Linked DNA regions of Mus musculus: region 2 is linked to region 1. The links are chromatin contacts, called in public Hi-C maps. All regions are on one chromosome and are shown on one strand. Each heading gives the region's core, a stretch centred on a gene start, on an enhancer-like site or on the middle of the called end of the contact. The rest is flanking DNA. Distances are from core to core; before and after follow the strand shown.

Evidence for each region. Hi-C and Micro-C count contacts between places; a contact is called where the count stands out from the background.
Region 2: a Hi-C map of CD8 T cells shows a contact between it and region 1, with 1.7 times the contacts expected there. The contact joins the promoter of Stx17 here to the enhancer-like site in region 1. A contact is called at or near these places in 3 of 39 promoter capture datasets (3T3-L1-derived adipocytes, epiblast stem cells and neutrophils), 2 of 15 datasets of contacts at CTCF or cohesin (CD8 T cells and the NIH/3T3 cell line), 15 of 484 Hi-C or Micro-C datasets (CD4 T cells, CD8 T cells, LSK cells and 6 more), 4 of 115 datasets of contacts at active chromatin or transcription factors (effector CD8 T cells, embryonic fibroblasts, memory CD8 T cells and 1 more) and 2 of 9 other capture datasets (adipose tissue and pancreatic islet).

The regions. Positions count from the first base shown.
Region 1 is chr4:48,073,679-48,076,958 of GRCm38.p6, reverse strand. All of the region lies in intron 7 of Nr4a3 (nuclear receptor subfamily 4, group A, member 3), which reads right to left. Among named protein-coding and RNA genes, the nearest start is that of Nr4a3, 30 kb to the right of the region's middle. Within about 2 kb of position 1,903, at least 55 of the 459 cell types and tissues checked have an H3K27ac peak or open chromatin away from gene starts, as enhancers often do. A contact at or near this core is called in CD8 T cells, Th17 cells, effector CD8 T cells and 2 more, where this site is marked.
Region 2 is chr4:48,122,649-48,126,257 of GRCm38.p6, reverse strand. Stx17 (syntaxin 17) reads right to left here and starts at 1,339. Exons shown (of 8, transcript NM_026343.2): 1 at 1,300-1,339.

The DNA of each region.
Region 1 (3,280 bases), core at 654-3,153:
TTCTTGAGCAGGTCTTGGGCCACTGGCCAACTTTGAGATGATGACACAGTTCTAGCCAAGGAGGAAGAAAAAAAAATGGGGCTGTTCCGGAGACAGCAAACATGTAACAGGACTTCCTGCTCTGAGCCCCTCCTCTGTCTCTAGGAAGTCACACTGCTGCCACTTATTGAACCATGTGTCCTCTGCCAACTGCTGGCCAGCCCCAGAACCCACACTGGTCAGGGAGCCACAAGTTAGGTCGAGGTGCACAAAGCTGTCTTTTCTGTCTGTCTTTCTAAGACTATGGACTCCTTAAAGGGAAGGGACTCTGCGCCTGGCATGTGGCAGAGCGCCACAGACACCGACTGAATTAATCTAAGTGAAATTAGGCATCTCTCAGGGAGTCAGGCTATTTTCTAATAACAATGGTGGGCTAAAAATTATTTAGATTTTCCTAATTTGAGAGACTTGCTGATATTTGATATTTACAACACACGTGTTCGGTGAATACGGGTCATGCACCAGACAGCAGGATTTAGACTTTTGTTTGGGCCCCCAAAGTATATCCCAAGTGTGGCCATGTGAAGACCTGAACTCAGACCTTTAATCTCCACATCCATACTTGCCCTTGCCACATGGCTGATAGCTCTATTTGATGGAAAAATCAGAATGGCCAGATATTTAAAGCAAGCAGACATGCTCTGGAGCGACAGGGTGAGGGATCAGCCAAGTGCTGATCTCACACTGCCCCTAGATCTGCCTTTCTTCCATCTTAGAGGTCATGTTCCAAGAAGACCAGGAAAAATAGATAGAAGAGAAAGAACTCATTGTTCTACCTTGAATCTATAAAACAACACCTTGGGAAATTAAAAAAAAAACAAAAAACAAAACTCCACTTGGGCATCAAAATTTCTTCTGCTATTGGCTCCAAAGGACCCTTTAGAACATATTCCCCTATCGATCACTGGATAGGAAATTCATGCTTATACCCCAAGGTTATAGTTCATAGTAACAAGGCAAATATCCCAATGAGTCAGTTGTTTCACTGAAAAGCCTTTACATTTTCCCAGAGCCCAGAGACTGTGTGCAAGCTGGTGCCCCGGGAGGTGGCAACACTATCTTCCAGAGTAGATTCCTGCCTCTGCTCTCACGTTTGCTTCAGAACAGGAAGTCGTTCAGAATCATTGCTTGGACTCCTTGAAATGCTCTCCTCTTTCCGCTCTGGTCATGTATATGATTAAATCCATGAAGAAAGCACTTTGACTGTCCATGATTTCCCCACAACTGTGCTGGGCTGTTTTATGGTCATGCCCTGGATCTCTGGTTTCCCTGGTTTAGAGTGACCTTTTCATCGAAATGCTACTGCGTTAGGAAGTTATTCATGACCAGCACATTGAGTGTTCTTAATTCCCCATAACGTACCGTTTACCCAGACTTCCTCTTCACTGAACCTATCCCTTCAGAAACCTAAACATTGCCAGACATAGTGGCTTCTGCCTCTAAACCTAGAACTCTGGAGGCAGAGGCAGACAGATCTGTGAGTTCCAGGCCAGCCTGATCTACAGAGTTCAGGCACAGCCAGGGCTAAATAGTGAGACACTGTCTCAGAAAACCAAAAACCAAACCAAACTAAACCAAAGAATTTAAAGGCTAACCACCATGCATAGAGCTCCTTATACCATATCTTGGTAGATGACAAAATTCCTGTTATTAGGATGCATGCCCAGTTCAGCTTCCTATTCCTGCACAACGACAGCCTGGCTTAGAGAGGCCCCAATGCCTAAACTTTGTAAAGAGGTAACACCGCACTAACTTTCTGTTTGGAGGGTGGCAAGCCGATAACAACACACTGCACCCCATCAATGTCAAAGAAGCAAAGCCTTCACATTGCTCCAGGGATGTGGCTTTGACAGGAGGCAATGGTTAGGGCAGATGAACTGGGGACCCAGAAAACATGTGAAAACCACAAACTGTGGGGGAACTCCCCATTACTGTAGGATGGGAGATTGATCAAAAAGAGACTACTTCCTGTCCCATCTCACCACCCAGTACTTCAGGGGAGGAAGAAGAAAATAAATTGGTGGGTGGGGAGAGACATCATGTTTGGGTAAACTACCACCACTATCCAATTTCTGAAGGCTTTTTGTGAAAGCAAGACTGGCTAATGGACTAAGATCCCTCCTCCCTTTCCCAGGTGCCTGTCTGGTTTCAGATAAGACAGGTTTTTGAATGAATTTTCCTAGGGCTCATCTGTTGCTCCACTTTCTGACTATGAGGCATCCTGAGACATCAAGACCTTGGGACTGCCCACTCACCGGACAGTGGCTGCTCACAACAGTGGGGGTGCTTCCTGGGCACTGCTCTTCCTCTATTGCCCATTGCTCCTATGCATCCCAGATCCTTCCCAGTCACCAAATCCCAAGAGTTTTGTGGGATTAGAGGGCTAATTCTGCTTGTGTGGTATCTGCAGCACCTCGGACAGCTTGCTCTAGAAAGGCTGTCAGGAATGAAGGTAGCAACTGGAGTTACCCTTGAGAAAGACCTACATACAAATCATTCGGTCCATCCAGTCTCCCTCACTCTTTTGTGATCACTGTCCTTTGAGTCACCTAAGTGGCTAAGGAAATAGTCGCCAAACATTCTATACTGCCTTGTTTTGTTTGAGACGGGCCGGTCTTAAACTCACCATGTAGGACAAGCTAGCCTTGAACCCACAATCCTCTTGCCTTAGTCTCTTGTGTGCTGGAATTATAGGTGTGAGTTCTTACTGCCATATAAAGCTACCACCTTTTCTTCAAGACACTGAGTTTGATTTTATACTGCTCAAGGTTTCCAAAGAGAAGGACAGGTCAGACCCCATCTTGAGGGAGCTTCTGTCAATCCCACTCCAAGGAGATATGATCCAAGGCATAAGGAGATCTAAGGTCTTCCATGAGTCCAGTTTGGCTGTGTCATAAACCCAGTCTTTCATAACCTACACTGCCACCCCATGGAACGGATGTTATTATCCCCATGTTGTGGATGAGGAAACAAGTACAGAGAAGACAGCTATGCTACTCAATAATTCTTGCTAAAGAAACACCAGACTCCAGTTTAATAAGGGGGTTACCAGAACCAGAAACCCATGTTTTAATTGCCATGCCAAACTGCCTCTTCCTCCAGCAATCTCTACCCAAGTGGGCAGTGGGTTGGTCAGCTCTGATCACAGCACAGCACAAATGGGTTGCAGAGACTAGCACCACCTTCCGCTTAATTTCTATTCTGGATGCTATGTGGACCCTATGAGTTGGGAACACCTGGT
Region 2 (3,609 bases), core at 90-2,589, 50 kb before region 1:
GCATAAACTGAAAAGGGTACTTATACCTTGTGGTATTCTTAACAGAAATGCAACACAATCTAGTCCCAACTAACTATAGACAAACTCCTACTTGAAAGGCATTACCAACATTCCTGACTCTTCAAAGCACACAAAGTCATGATACTGCTACAGATTGGAAAAGGTAATGTCGCCAGGCCCATCAAGAGTAAGGCTGCTTACTAGATACCATTGTAGAATACAGAAGGGACTCTAATAAAAAGAATGGAATCCCAAGAGACCCAGTTAACCAGATAGTAATCTCTTGCTCTCTGTGACTGTATTAAGGATGGTATGTAAAATACTAACACAAGGGCGCTGTAGTGTTCTGTACTATGTGTACGAGTTTTCTTTCTCTCTTTTTTGTTTTTCTAAGACAGGGTTTCTCTGTGTAGGGCTGTCCTGGAATTCAGTCTGTAGACTAAGCTAGCCTTGAAGTCAAGAGATCCTCCTGCCTCTGCCTCCTAATGCTGGGATTAAAGGCATGGGCCACCAAGGCCTCCAGCAACTTCTGCAACTTTTCAATAATTGCAAATGACTCCAAATTTTTTTGTCTGGTGTTTGTGCATGTATAATAATTGCTGTTTCATGGATGAAAGAACGTGTAGAAGACAGGCCTGCAGTCATTTTCCAAGCACACACATTTGCAGTGAGAGGTGTCAAGTGCTTTTTATAAACTTAATCTCTTGGTACTTGCAACTAAGATGATATGGGTACCATGATACTAGGGTTCCACAAGAAGAAAAAGTACCCAAAGGTGAAGTAAATTACTCAAGAGTTATTTAAAAGCGAAAGAGCCCCTTTCCAGGAAAAAGGTCCCAAACTGCTGATAACACTATCTCCCAAGGAAATGCGTCCCCTTGGGCATGTGGGTGGTACAAGGAGAGTAAGTGCTGGCTCGGTCCCCGCAGCTGCGGCCTCTCCGCGTCCTGCTTGGGCACCGGTGTCGCGTCGTCCCTCACGGAGTCACCAGGACGCACCCAGGCCACACCAACGACCCCAGCGGCGCGGCTGGCCCGGCGACCCAGGGCCCGAAGCAGCTCTTCACAGCGACCCGGGAGGGCATAGCGCAGTGGGGCCTCGGCCTCCCCGCTCCCGCAGGGACAGCTACTCCAAAACTGAAAACAGAGAGGCTTGGCCACTTCTGGTCGCGGCCCCGGCGCTCACACTGACCCGAGGCCGGGCTTGGTGACCGGCGCCTCTCCCTTGCGTCCACAGCCCGGCCCGCGGTGACACATCGCAGCCCAGCGACCCCGTGGCGGCAGCCCGGCAGCCCCTTACCTCCCGCCTAGGCGCTCGAGGCCGTCGATACACACTGCGCAGACGCGAGAGGGGCGGGGCGTCTCCAGGGGCGGGATATGTGGCCCCGCCCCCTACCCGGCCAGTGGGCGTGGAGGTAATATAGTGTGCCAACCACTGGATGAACAATTCCAAGTGTTTTATGGGTCGTCTTGTGTACTGTATCTAAGACAATTTACACTTGGATAACCTTCTACATGTTACAGTTTTCCTGCACATTGTGTTCCTTGAATTTTGTTGGCGAGGACGGCCTTGTGCCCCTAGCTCTTTAGGTGTGTAAAAACTGAAGCTCGGAACCCAGTGCCATCCTTCCCCGCCCCGCCCCGCCCCGCCTCCCAGAGCCCCTGAGTGACTGGCTAGGAGTATCTGAATAGCCACAGGCACAAATGAAAGAAGGCATAAACTTTTTTGTCCAGAGCCTGCTGCAGTGCTTTGGGCGTCTGTCCTTATTAAAATGATACCTGGTCACTTTGAGGCTCAGCACAGATAGGAAGTGACTCACTCCAGTTCAGCCCGTTTGTGACAGCGCTGTACTCACAGCTGGTTTTCCTAATTTCTTCTCAAGTAGTTCCAGTTGGACCAGCTGCTGCTAGAACAAGCTTTGAAGTGTGTGCAGGTCATTGATTCTCCTCTCTGAATGTTCTGACCTCAAGACCTAGCCAACTAAAATATATATATGACTATTCAGGTCTTTGCTTGAAATGGATCTTCTGATGATGAAGTTTTCAACAGTCTTAAGAACATTTCCTGTTAGCTGTAAGGAAACTCAGTTCTTAGGATCTGCAGGTAGAAAGGAAGTAGAGGGGGAATTTTAGCCCACAGATTAGGGGCTTAAGAAAGTCTTGAAAGGCAATTTTTAAAATAAAGCTCATTATTAATTAAGCTATTTGAATTTTCTTTGGGGTATACTGGATGTTAGTGTTTATGGTACCCTTAGTTCATAGATTGAGGCATATCTATCAAATTTTCATCCCAAGGAGAAAAATAAAGGTATTAGGTAATGCCATAGGATGGATGGTAAAATGCCAAAGTCAGTTAAACAAGCAATAGGGAATCATTTAATTGGTAAAGTGCCTGCTTCACAATGAAGACCTGAGTTTGGACACCCAGCACCCACATACAAAACCAAGCTCTGTGGTATATGTTTATGATCCTAATACTATCTAAATAGACAAAAGGATCCATGAGCTTGCTGCCCAGCTGGTCTTGTTGAATTGGTAACCTCCAGGCTCACTGAGAGATGATGTGTGTTCTCTCTCTCTCTCTCTCTCTCTCTCTCTCTCTCTCACACACACACACACACACACACACACCGAATCCATTAAACAAGACCTTTTGAAGTAAAGATAACTAGTGTTAAGTTTTGAAAAAGTACAACAGGGAGCTGTGGCACTCTGGAATTGACTTTGGCCTTCCAGGTGGTTGTATGATGTTTGCTGTAACTTAGGTGTGTCATGTAGAGAGATAATGATATTTAATCTAACAGTTTGGCTAGCCTCACTTACAATCTACAATACTTAATTGAATCTTTCAATATTTAGACATAAGGGGTGTGACCATTCTCTGTGCTCTTGCCTTAAGCCATAAAGTTATTAGGATAATAAGATCTGCTGCCACGAGACAAAGTTTTCTTGATATCTTAACTTAACCCAGTAGATCCAAAGAAAACAAAACAGTAAGGAGAATACATCTTGGAAAAAACAAAAACAAAAAAGAAATTATTACCTGGTAACATGATTGCTTTCATGGAGAGCCTGTAGATATGAATTCAAACAACTTCAAGGTGGTTAAAGAGATGGCTCTTCTAAATGATAATCACAAGGTTAGAAATGTAGCAGGAAAGTGAACACTGAGAAAAATGTGTGATTGTATCTATGAGAAGGTAGAGGAGCTATAAAAAGAGTGGAGTAGCCCCAGAAAGGTTGGGTTTGGGGAGGAGAGGCTTAAAAGGAGTGTCAAGTATCAACAATCTCAAAGACAAAAAACGCAGGATTACCTCATTAGATGCAGAAAAGGCCATTGACAAAATTCATCACCCCTTCATGGTAAAAGTCCTGGAGAGATCGGGGATGCAAGAGACATACCTCAATAAAATGAAGGGAGTTTACAGCAAGCCCATAGCCAGGATCAACTTAAATGGACAGAAACTCAAAGCATTTCTACTAAAATCAGGAACAAGTCCAGATTTTCCACTATCTCCACACCTACTCAATAAAGTCTTAGCTAGTGCAATAAGGCAAATGAAGAAGAGCAAGGGGATACAAGTTGGAATGGAAGAGGTCTAAATATCTT